2 separate regions of the Mus musculus genome follow, and region 2 is linked to region 1. A link is a contact called in public promoter capture Hi-C data. All regions are on one chromosome and are shown on one strand. Each heading gives the region's core, a stretch centred on a gene start, on an enhancer-like site or on the middle of the called end of the contact. The rest is flanking DNA. Distances are from core to core; before and after follow the strand shown. Region 1 overlaps Adcy3 (adenylate cyclase 3). Region 2 overlaps Ncoa1 (nuclear receptor coactivator 1).

The links. Capture Hi-C pulls out chosen DNA fragments and counts their contacts.
Region 2: a promoter capture Hi-C map of adipose tissue shows a contact between it and region 1. The contact joins two enhancer-like sites. A contact is called at or near these places in 1 of 484 Hi-C or Micro-C datasets (nephron progenitors) and 1 of 9 other capture datasets (adipose tissue).

What each region holds. Positions count from the first base shown.
Region 1 is chr12:4,177,625-4,183,650 of GRCm38.p6, forward strand. The region is part of intron 2 of Adcy3 (adenylate cyclase 3); the gene reads left to right. Among named protein-coding and RNA genes, the nearest start is that of Adcy3, 46 kb to the left of the region's middle. Within about 2 kb of position 3,042, at least 28 of the 459 cell types and tissues checked have an H3K27ac peak or open chromatin away from gene starts, as enhancers often do. A contact at or near this core is called in adipose tissue, where this site is marked.
Region 2 is chr12:4,267,118-4,272,984 of GRCm38.p6, forward strand. It overlaps Ncoa1 (nuclear receptor coactivator 1), which reads right to left. Exons shown (of 23, transcript NM_010881.2): 17 at 3,630-3,731; 18 at 490-892. Among named protein-coding and RNA genes, the nearest start is that of Ptrhd1, 36 kb to the left of the region's middle. Within about 2 kb of position 4,359, at least 13 of the 459 cell types and tissues checked have an H3K27ac peak or open chromatin away from gene starts, as enhancers often do. A contact at or near this core is called in adipose tissue, where this site is marked.

The DNA of each region.
Region 1 (6,026 bases), core at 1,792-4,291:
TTCTAGGCACCAGCCTTGTACATTTTTAATGTTGATAAACATTGTCAAATCGTCTCATATACAGGTTCAAACAATTTATATTCCTTTTAGTGATGAATGAGAGTGTACTTAGACTCTTACATTTCTCTTGTTTATCTAGAAAATACTTCTTTACTCTTGGAACCCCTGACGCCCTAGAGATTGTTCTTGTTCTTGTTCGTGAAGTCAGCAGAGCCAGGTCCTTGCACACCCCATCCCTGTATGTCTCATCCTCTTGTGACTGACTGTGCCATAGGGGACCAGCCTCACCCCTAGCCCCATGCTGGTGGCCTCAGATCTGAATTAAGGGCTTGCAGCCATTTTCTCTGGACAGCAGGAAGTGGCTTTCCGTGTGACCTTGGGGCTGCGCCTCTTTGACTTTGGTTTGACCTTCTGAAAAACTAGGATAAAAAAAAATCATTGTCTTAGATTGTTTGGTAAGCACATCAAGTAAGAAGGTAGAGGTGAGCTTAAAAACTGTGACGGCCTTTGATGCTGTTAACTACAAGGACGCATTTCAGCTCCTGGGGACACACTGGCTGAAGGAGAGTTGAGGAGGAAGCTGGTAGCTGGTTGAGAGAGCACCTTTTTCCTCTGTTCCGGTTGACAGTGGTTGCTCCCTCTCCAGGTATCAGGGCTGACTGTACACAGGAGCCTCAGCCAGGGCGACTTGGATCCAAGTGCAGGTCTCTGTCAGCTTTCCTATGTCAGAGCCCGTGGTACACACGGAAACAAGATGACAGACAGGGATACTGGGGACAAAGGGCTGTAGGAGCAGACAGAAGCGGGTCTGGATACAGGACCCCTTTTAAGGAGCCACTTGAAGTCCCTGCCACACTAAATATCACCTGTGTGGTCCTTGTGTAAATGTCAGTTCTAGGCCAGATGAGGTCCTTCGAGAATGCCTCACTCAGGCCCAGGTCTCACGTGACAGTGTCGATATAACTGCTTTTGTGGCAAACGCTGTGCCCTGTCCCTGAGGTTGCGTGACCCCCCTCCTACCCCCCCACCCCAGCCAGTCTCCTCTTCCCCTCATCTTCCTCCTCTGTCACTGCAGGGACCCTGCCCAAATGTCTCTGGGTGCAGTCCCTTTAGTACTGTCTCTGTGGAGGTCTCCAGCTTTTTGCTTGGGATGAAGGCGGACAGAGTTATAGCTCCTAGGAAGGGGTGAGGTGGCCCAGCTCTTTCATACAAGGGAGGCATGCCTCAGGTGACAGATGGGTGGAGCCAGAAAGTAGGCAAGAAAGGCGAGGAACAAAGTAGTTTGGCCTCATAGCCTGGCCCTGGCCCCTGCTTCCCTGCAGAGCAGAGCTGTGTCTGCCAACTCCAAAGGCTTATTGATGTGTCTTTCTGAGCATGATTCTGGCATGAAAGGGGAGTCAGGCCAGGCATCGTGGGTGGTCCAGTAGCTGAATGGAGTAGATATCCGAGTGGACTTGGGGTCTCTCTCTAGTCTCCCCTCAGCTCCATGGGCATGTTAGTGCGGAGCCAGAGGCCCAGAGGGAAGAACTTCCATTACTTGTTGTGACTCCCATGTGACCTACTTTGGGGATTCGTTTGGGACCTTGAGAGTTGCTAAGCACCCCAACTGGCACCTGGCAGCAGAGGCACTCAGAACATCACACCTGTTGCCAGGCACAAACTTTAGAATTATGAAGTACCTGAATCACCCCCAGAAACACTTAGCAGGCACGGAAAATAAAGAAGGAGGAATGAGGGGCATGGAGAAGTGACAGGGGAGCCTCCTCAGGGCACACCCTATCCTTCAGAAGGCGGGGGGGGGGGGCGAGGGGGGGAGGGCTCCTCTCAGCCCCCACACCCCAGCACCTAGGAAGCTGCATCCAGGCTCCAGTGGAGATGCTGGCTGTACAGGGTTATAAGAGAGCTGTCCACTGTCACTAGCTGTGTGCCCTGGGAATCATGGCTTAGGAGACACTACTTCTGTGGCGCCCACACAGGTGAACACTGCTGTAACCTGCTTCTCTCAGCCTGCCTCTGCCTGGGTCTTGATCCTTCATGTGAGGTCTGCTGCTGTTCTGAGCCAGGACTTTACCTGTTTGCCACAGGATTGGGTTTCTCTCCCTCCGAGAGCCGAGAACTCTAGGAGAATGCACTGCTTCATAGGCTCAGTGCCTGAATATCCTTGTCCTCTGACCTTTACTGCGTGCCCCAAGTCCTTCGGCTGTTAGGGCGTGGCACAGAGTCCCCTTAACCTTGAGCCTTGTTCTCTTGGAGGCCATGGGGGAGGGGAGAATCAGGTTTCTAGTACCAACCCCAAAGTTGTCCTGGCAACAGTGAGGTGAGGGTGATGGGCCTGCTTCCTTGGGGAGCAGCTCAGTGGGGAAAGATGGTTGGTGTGGGCAGAGAGCAGCGCACCTCCTCTCTCCACAGGGGTGTGGCCTCTTCCTCTTGGCACTGGACCTCAGTATCCCCAGTGTTGAAATTCCAGTGTTGAAATTGGGTGGGTCACCTGATAGGGCCACAGAGCATTAATTTGGAAATACACTTTCATTTTAATTTGGAAATACACTTTCATTTTAGCCTCTAAACAGAAACACTCTTTTTTTGTTTTGTTATTTTTTGTTGTTGTTTTTCGAGACAGGGTTTCTCTGAGTAGCCCTGGCTGTCCTGGAACTCACTCTGTAGACCAGGCTGGCCTCGAACTCAGAGATCTGCCTGCCTCTGCCTCCCGAGTGCTGGGATTAAAGGTGTGCGCCACCATGTCGGGCCAGAAACACTCTTGAATACAGTTAATATCCTTAGCTTTTGTTTTAGCTTTGAAATCCCTTGATGTGAGGAAAGCCAGAAGGCGCCTCCCCTTGTTGTACGTGTTGTACGATGAATACTGGTTTCTCTGTGGCTTTAGTTTCCACCACTTGGACTTTACAGGGTGTTCTTCATGCCAGTATTTCAGAACCTAGCAAGGCACATCCCTGCTTCAGGCAGCTGGGGCGAGGGGGCTCCTGGTGAGGAGGGCTCTGTTGTGCTGTGACTCCTCCAGGCAGCAGTGATGACGTCAGCACTTTTAAGCCACTCCTCCTACTGAGCCCTGCCTCCCAAGCCCTGTCTACCTGAAGTCTGTCTTCTGAGCCTCTGCTGGCTCAGCAGCTTTCCAGTCTTGACCACCACTGCTGGCGTCATATCCTTCAGCATATCCTGTGGTCTGTGGCCACAGCTGGGAGCATCTCCTGTCTGGCTGTGGCTAGTAATCCAGGTAGTCTATTAAATGCATAATTAATAATTAGAAATGTCTACATCCTCTATGGCAACCTGGGCTTTTTACTACCTTGCCAAGTGTCTGTAAATTTTTCCTGTTTGAGACGAGTCTTACTCTGTGGCCCAGGCTAGCCTTGAACTCATAGCACTCCTGCCTTAGCCTTCCGATTGGGCATCACAGGTGTGAATGAGCCACCATGCTGGGTTTCAGAGTGAGACATAGATTCTCATTCTAGTTGAACCATTTGTCGCTTGGCCCTGAGAAGTTACTTATGTGCTCTGAGCCCCAGCTTCTCTGTGAAGTGGTAATAGAGAATAGGATGGTTAAGAAGTCCATGAGAGCCTGGAGAGATGACTCAGTGGTTAAGAGCATCTACCGTCATTGCAGATGACCTGAGTTCATGGTCCTAACACCCATCCATCCAGTCAGGGGACCCACAACTGCCTGTAACTCCGGGGAATCTAATGCCTTCTTGTCTGCAGGCTTCTGCATGCATATACATATACTGGCAGGTAGACAGACAGACAGACAGACAGACAGACACACACACACACACACACACACACACACACACACACACAAACAGAGTAAGCATACATTTTAATTCAGATCACTAGTATCCAGGGCCACCTTCCACGAGGACATGGTTCTGAGCATAGATTCTGTGGGGGTGGCTGGCAGAAAATACATCCGTATGAGCTACAGAGCAGGGAAAGGAACTTACCAGGCACCACAGGTAGACGGAAGTTGGTATCAGTATCTTGGGCCAGGGAAAGCTTTCTTGAGGTAATGTGGAGTGGAGACCTGCAGGTGGTGAGCAGCAAGCCATGGGGAGGGTGGCAGCATGGGAAAGAACCTGGGGTGAATCCACAGGACACATGGAACACAGTGCTAGGAACAGAAGGAGATGGGGATGGGGTGTGTCCATCGGCAGGAACACAGGACAGTGGAACAGGAGAGGGAGGGAGGCAGAGATCCTGTGAGCCACAACCTGGAGCCTGCAGTCCTGGAGAGAGCCTTGGCTTTGTGCTGAGGAGAGCTAGGATTAGCCATCCCAGGAATTCAAACAGTGTAGCTATTGATGGGGAAGAGATAGCCAAGGAAGCAGGGAGATCAGAGGGATATGGTAGCCCAGATCAGGACCTTGATGGTAGAAGCTAAGTGCTTTACAGCTAGGTGAACCAGAGAGTGGGGAATTGAGGATAGAGAGGGAGTATTGGGGGTTATTGGAGAGGTGGACATCCCACATGGGCATTCTCAGTGAATTAACCACACAGCTGGTAGGTTTGAGGGCTGAGAACCATGTTAGTAAACTCTTGCATGGGCCCTGCTGGGTAAGAGGGTATATAGGGCCTCCTAATATGTTGGTGGGCTCAGTGGAAGCTGTTGGTCATGCAGCTCCTGGCAAGCCTTTGATTGCATCCACCAGGGTCTTATGATAGGCAGGTTTCTCCTGAAAGGCCTTCCTCCAGCCTTCTCTCTGTCCCAGGGTCACTGGGGCTTAGCAGAAGCTACCCAGAAGGGTACGGCCATTGCCTCACCATTCTAGTCAGGAGTTCTGTTGCATGTATGGTATAGAACATGATATGATGCATCCAAATTAATGAAGGAGGCCTGAAGTATAGGAACTTCGATCTGTGTGGGTCACACGTGAGATAAACAGGGTCCTGTGACTTGGTTAGATATGCACTAAGAAAGAAGAGTTCGGAGTGTAAAATAAAGGCGAAGGATCCAGGAAAAGCAGAGGGACTCGAGACTCGGCAGGTGGCTATAGAAATACTTAGTGTTTGGACCTGGTCCTAAAACGTACTGATTCTTAGGGCTGGAGAGATGGCTCAGCAGGTAGGTGCAACTATTGATCTTGGAGAATGTTGTGGGAAATATTAAAAAAGAATGGCACCATCCCACACCATACTCAGCTACTCTCTGCTCATGGTCTCATCACCCCTAGGCTATCCCCATGCAGTGGCCAATCGTGGTTCTCTTGCTGCGGATTCTGCTCACATTCCCAGCCATCCAGCCACTGTGGTCAGCAGTCCTAAATCCCAGTAACAAGGCAAAATCAAAACTCTAGAGGCTTGACATTTGTAAGTCAAATTTATATCAGTAAATTTTCACCCCACAAAAGGCCCATACAGTGAATTCAGAGCCAATCAATATTGTTATAAATCGCTCACCTAGATAAGACAAATTGTTCTGTAGTTATTCATCCCTTATATGATATGCATAGCTATCTCTGGCTACTTAAAGCCACACAGAATCTTGTCTTCCTCTCCCTCCATAGTCTTTTCTTTTCTCTCTGTCCTCTTCTCTTCATCTCCTTCTTCTCCCCCAAACTTTTCAGCTTCACCTTCCCTTCCACTGTCCAGTGGCTCTAGCCTTTATTTTATAAGTTAAGGTGGGGAGAAGGTTCACAAGAAGTCACCTTAGAGCCGGGCGTGGTGGCGCACGCCTTTAATCCCAGCGTTCGGGAGGCAGAGGCAGGTGGATTTCTGAGTTCGAGGCCAGCCTGGTCTACAGAGTGAGCTCCAGGACAGCCAGGGCTACACAGAGAAATCCTGTCTCGAAAAAACAAAAAAACAAAACAAAACAAAAAAAAAGAAGTCACCTGAGTACATGATTCACTCCTTGTCTGCAGCCCCTCCTGGGCAAATGGAATTAGCACCAAAATGCAAACAGCACCAGGACTGTCTGCCACAGGAGAAGGCCTGCGTTCCCTTCCCAGCGCCTATCATCAGTAACTACAGTTCTAATCTGATGTCCTCTTCTGGCCTTCATGGGCACTGCACAC
Region 2 (5,867 bases), core at 3,109-5,608, 91 kb after region 1:
GAGTGAAAACAAAAGATTAAAAACAAAGCTTCTATAAACCTAAATATTCACTGTGGAGGAAGTCATAACTTATTTAGCTACCATCAGTAAGAAGTCTGAGATAATCTGTAACTATTGATTACCCTTAGATAAACTATAAAAACAGAACCACGCAGTGACTTAGAACGAGTGTACTAAGAAAAGGGCTTCGCTTGAGCGGATCTCACAGGGGCCCAGGGGAGGAAAATTAGGGACGTCACTTGTGCATAAAATGTTAAACGTTTCCCTGTCAGAAATCCTTACGAATCCCCTAATTTACTAATCTCAGCCAACAGGCTAAGAAGTCTTAAAGCACTCAAGCATTCAGTGGTGCCTGAGGCTGGAGCCTAGCCTCGACTGTACCACTTACAGCCTTTCCTCTTCAGCAATGCCCCCAAGCCAGGCAACAGATGCACACGCAGAGCTAGTAGCAGCTACAGATGTCAGAAGAGCAGCATGCACCCCGCTTACCTGGTCCTGGATATTGGAAGACATTCTGCTGCATCTGAGGACTGATGCCAGCGCCAAACTGTCCTCCCATGTTCCCTGCCATGCCTCTGTTCACCATGCTGCTGCGGGTGGCCAAGGAGGCCTCAGGGTTTGCTGCCAGTTGAGAGAAAGGGCTGGTGGAGGCAGGTGGGGTTCCTGGGTTTGTACCATAGTTTGGTGGGTAGGGGAACTGCTGGGGAGCACCCTGAGGAAGACGGGGAGTCCCCATTTGAACTGGGAGTCCAGATGAAGGAGGGATGTTGTTCCCAAAACTTTGGTGCCTCATGAGCATGGCTCTCTGCTGCTGTATAATTTGCCTCTGTCGATGCTGCTGACTGTACAACTCCCGCTGGCGCTGGGCCAACATCTGAGCATTCAAGGGTGGCTACAAAGAAGGGAAAATATCTTACTTATTAAAATTATTATAATCATCTACCTATTCTGGAATGCTTATAGGATAAAGCTGGTAGCTTGGAGTAAACCATGTTACAAGCAAAACTAAAATGGAGGGTTTTATAAGTAAAATCACAGGAGAAAAATAGTATATTTTATTATTTTTTTCAAAAAATTTATTTCATGTGTATGTGTGTGTACCACATACATCCAGGGCGTGCTGTGGTCAGAAGAGGGTGTCAGATCCCCTGGTACTGGAGTTACAGTTGGTTATGAGCCACCCTGTGGGTGGTGGAAACCAAACCTGGATTCTCTGTGAGAGCAGCCAGTGCTCTAAACTGAACTGCTGGCCCATCTCTCCAGCCCCTTAGTACATTTATAGGCCACAAAAATAGCTAAGAAATGTTAGATATCTATGATTAAAAACAAGGGTCAAAAAGAACTATATAAGAAAACTCAAAGTAAAGGTTAAGTAGTTTTGTGATGAGACTGGACAAGAAAACCACTGAGAAACATCAAAACCCCAGTGAAGCAAGAGAATCTGTGCTTGTTGAGTCCCTAACATAGTTACACCTCCGTCTCTAATGCACGTCCCTGTTTCTCTACAGAGATACTGGCTTTCCTGTTTTTGCTGTCGTCACTGCTGCACTCTGTTTAAATGAATAAAGTATGATTGAAAGTAATTTTATTATTTTCTGTATTTCTCAAAATTATTTATAATAAATAGGTATTATCTTTATGCTTAGGAAAACTTATAAAGGCCATTAAAAGGGGGGAAACTACAAATTGGGAGATTCAGTAACTAGAAAAGTATCATTTAAAAAGAAAATAACTAAAAATAAGATCATCAACAGACGTAAATGGAAACAGCTATTTCAGATCATTAGGCAGCATACTACTACTCTAGGTATTATGATAAGTGGCTTACGATAGTGAGAAAGGAGGGGGTGAAATTAATCAGAAGCCACTTTTCAGGTGTCACTTGAAAAGCAACATGGCATAGCAATAAGGTCTGAAGCACAGATACAGCTCCCTTAAAACGAAATCTGCCAACAAGACGCTGTCCACTTTGGAAAAAACTGAACTATGGTTCGCTGACAGAAGTCATGTGACTTGCTAAAGTAGAGTCTGATTTCCTTACAACCTAGTTTCTCCTACATGGGATTCAATACTGAGGTTTACAACTTAAAAGATCAAGAAACTTAGACTTGGACTCATGAACATGCTCATATATCTGGTTTTGTTTTGGTTTTTTTGAGGCAGGGTTTCTCTCTGTAGCTCTGGCTGTCCTGAAACTCGCTCAGTAGACCAGCCAGGCTGGCTTCAAACTCACCGTCTTCTGCTTCTTGAGTACTGGGATTAAAGGTGTGTGCTACCACTGCTCAGATCTGTTTTTTAAAAGTGGCCTCATCAACATTATCTCTTTGATTAGTGGTAGCTTCCTGTATTGTTCCAAATTTATTAAGGTCCATTTCATGAAGAGCTTTTCAAGATCTATTTTGACTGTTTTATTTTATTTTTAAAAGATTCTTTGTTTTTATTTTATGTATATGGGTATTGTGCCTTCATGTATGTCTATGTACTATGTGCAAGTAGTGCCCATGGAGGTCAGAAAAGGGTGTCAGTTATAGCCAGTTGTGAGCTGCCATGTCGGTGGTGGGAATTGAACCTGGGTCCTCTAAAAGAGCAGCCGGTGCCCTTAACCATAAAGCCATCTCAACAGCCCCTATTGTTTTGTTCTTTTAAAAAGACTTATTTATTTAAATATTTTATGTATATGTGTATGCTTTGGCTGCAGGCACACCTGCACACCATAAGAGAACAGAGGCTCCTGTCACAGATCAGACAGTCATGAAGTACCATGAAGGTACTAGGGAATAGAATGCGGGACCTCTGGAAAAGCAGCCAGAACTCTTAACCACTGAACCATCTCTCCAGCTCCTCATTTCTACAGTTCTTGTCTCTTAAATATTCATATCAACTTGGCTTAAGTTGTTGAAGTAAAAATATTAAAATATATATGGAAGTGAATGCTAGATGTCGTTCGGAAGGGTGCTCAGGTTTGTTTGTTTGGAGTGTGTGTGTTGGGTGAGTATGGTTTGGCCATGTAGCTCAGGCTGGTTTTAAACTTGGGATCCTTCTGTTTCAGCTTCCTAAGTGCTGATCACCACATCTGGATGCATCCAGTTTCAAATGTTTATTGTACTGTTGCACATGTGTGTGCATGTGTGTATGCCATACTGCATATGCAGGTATCAGAATACAACTTTGTGAAGTTGGTTCTTTCCTTCAAAGAACCCAGGTTGCCAGGTTTTGAGTTGTGTCTTCACCTCTGTGCCATCTCACTGGCCTCTATTCAGTTATTTCTAAGTGTAAAATTCCATGACTCTAGGTTTATAAACAATGATCTTACAACAAATAAACCTAAAAAGTGCTGTTGTTTCGGCTGATCAGGGCGCACAGCTTTCTACTTGACTATCCAGTATCACACAAAAAATAACAAAGACAGTAAAATGAAGCACAGCACCTTGGGCTTTAGACAAGAAGTGTGAGAAAGCATCCATCCCGAATAGGCTAATTCACTCTAGCAATGACACCAGGATTCACTCTAGCAATGACACCAGGAGTGCCATTTAAAGCTGAACTCTCAGTGTGGCATTCCAGCAACACTCAAGTCAACACGAAGCAACACTGCGTGAGCTGGGGAGCTCTACCAATGTCTGGCTTACCTGAGGTGTGATCTGCTGCTGCATGCCTGACCTCATGTTCATGCCAACAGGAGCATTTGCTGCAAACTGGTTCAAGATGGCTTGCCGGTTTTGGTGCATCAACTAAGGGACATAGAGACAAGGAAGGATGACAACTTCTACAGCCAAAATGGCATGGCCTTATAAAGTAACACAAACTTTATTGATTATTGAAAAGTTTTAGTAGTGAAATTTACTAACATCTTCTATTCAATTTGCCAAAGGGCTAATAACTCCCACTGTCAATCAGATAATCGTTGTTTTCAGAACATCTAAAGGTAGGCTATACACATAAATGTACACATACAATATTAGTGTACTTCTGAAAGCATGTGAATAGCCACTTCAGGAAAGTAAAATGTTAGAGGAAAAGAGACAGATTTAGGTCTTAAAATATCAGGACAGAGCAGGTATGAAGTGAGGACAAGCCTGCGAGGGAAGCTGTGGGGGACACGGACGCCAAGGCCCTGGCGGCATGGCACTCACACTGCATCTGAAACTAGATTTGGGGAAAATCCAACATGATATCATTAGCCAGAGAGAATTACATAAGAAACAAATGTGCTGAGAAAATGGATTATTTATTTAACTAGAAGAAGTAATCACTTTAGACCCACATTTCCCAAATTGCTGTTCCAAAGCACATTGTTCTACGGGACATTAATAGATGTGCCAGGAAAATAGCATACTGTGCTGTACGAAGTACTGGAAATGAGGGTTACATAAGGTGAAACATTTATTTACTGCAGTAATGTTATGCACTTTTAATTGGCCAAAGTACACTGTGCATCTCCGAGAAGGGGCAGCCTGCAATTTGCTCATTACAAATCTTCTTTTTTCCTATTTCCAGCCATCAATCTCGATCTCTGGAATAACCTGTGAGAGGCTGGCTTGGAAGGTCAGTCTGGCTCAGGCTGGTGTCACAGGCTACACGTCTCTATCTGACAACAAGAGTCACCTGAAGATTTCATTCTAAATAATCTATAGATTAATTTTTAAAAATTCCTCAATGTAATTTGATAACAGTACCAACAACATTAATACTCCATTATTCTGCTGTTTTATTGCTGTTGTCCCATTGATGAGGACTGAGCCTCACACACACGATGCCAGCACTCTACTCCTGAGCTATCCTGCGGTCTCACTACCCAGATCGATTTTGAACTGTTGGGCGCCAGTGAGCCCCCTGCACTGGTTTCCTGAGTAGCAGGTAGTCTAGGTTATGCCATGAAACTCAGCTCTGTGCTAGTTGATGTTCATAAGTCATAAATTATACAAATGGATAATTATGGATATGAACTATTTATTGAACTATATGTAAGAAGATAGCCTATTAGAGTTATATACACACACACACATACAGACACATGCACATGTGCACACACACACATATGCAAACCCAAAGCCCTGTGAACAGTGATTATGTTTCTTATTGCCTAACAGCTTACCTCTTAATCCTGATTCATTTATTTTCTGACTCACATTAGATCAGAAACAAAACAAAACAAAACAGACTTTGAGGAAAAATTAATACAATACAAATGTTAAAGCAAAAATCCCAAGCTTTGTGGAATAAGATAAAACATTCATAATCATTTAGAAATAAGCATGCGTTTATAATCAGATCAAGGGATTCTTTACCCAAACCTATGTATGTACAACACTCAGAAGACCATGGACATGAGCATATATGTAGCAACATTCTGTTTTCTAAGCTGCTAAATGCTCCCACTTTGAACAAGTGTTTAAGGGCTGTAAAGGAAACAGAGCAAGGCCATTCTCTCCGCAGCCCCTCTTGCGTGTGTAATCTTTGCAGGGCCTCAGCTCCTCAGCCCTTTGCCAGTTTTTGAACAACTGGAAGCAAACGTAGCTTTTAGCTGAACTGAATATGATACAATTTCATGAAGTCAGGGACCTGGCCTCACTTCTTGCCAGGCCTTGCTTTCTGAGCCCACATTTCCTTAACTTAGCTTGTAAGTTGAGCACATGTGCACATCTCTAGTCTTGACTTAGTACTTAGCACACACTGCTTGCAGTGTGAGTCAATGTTCCGGGACGACAGCTGAGTTTTGACTGCTTAAGTTCCTTGTATTATTTACCTTTTCTATTTCTTTAGAGTACTTAAGAGTGCACCCCAAGCCGGGCGTGGTGGCGCACGCCTTTAATCCCAGCACTCGGGAGGCAGAGGCAGGCGGATTTCTGAGTTGGAGGACAGCCTGG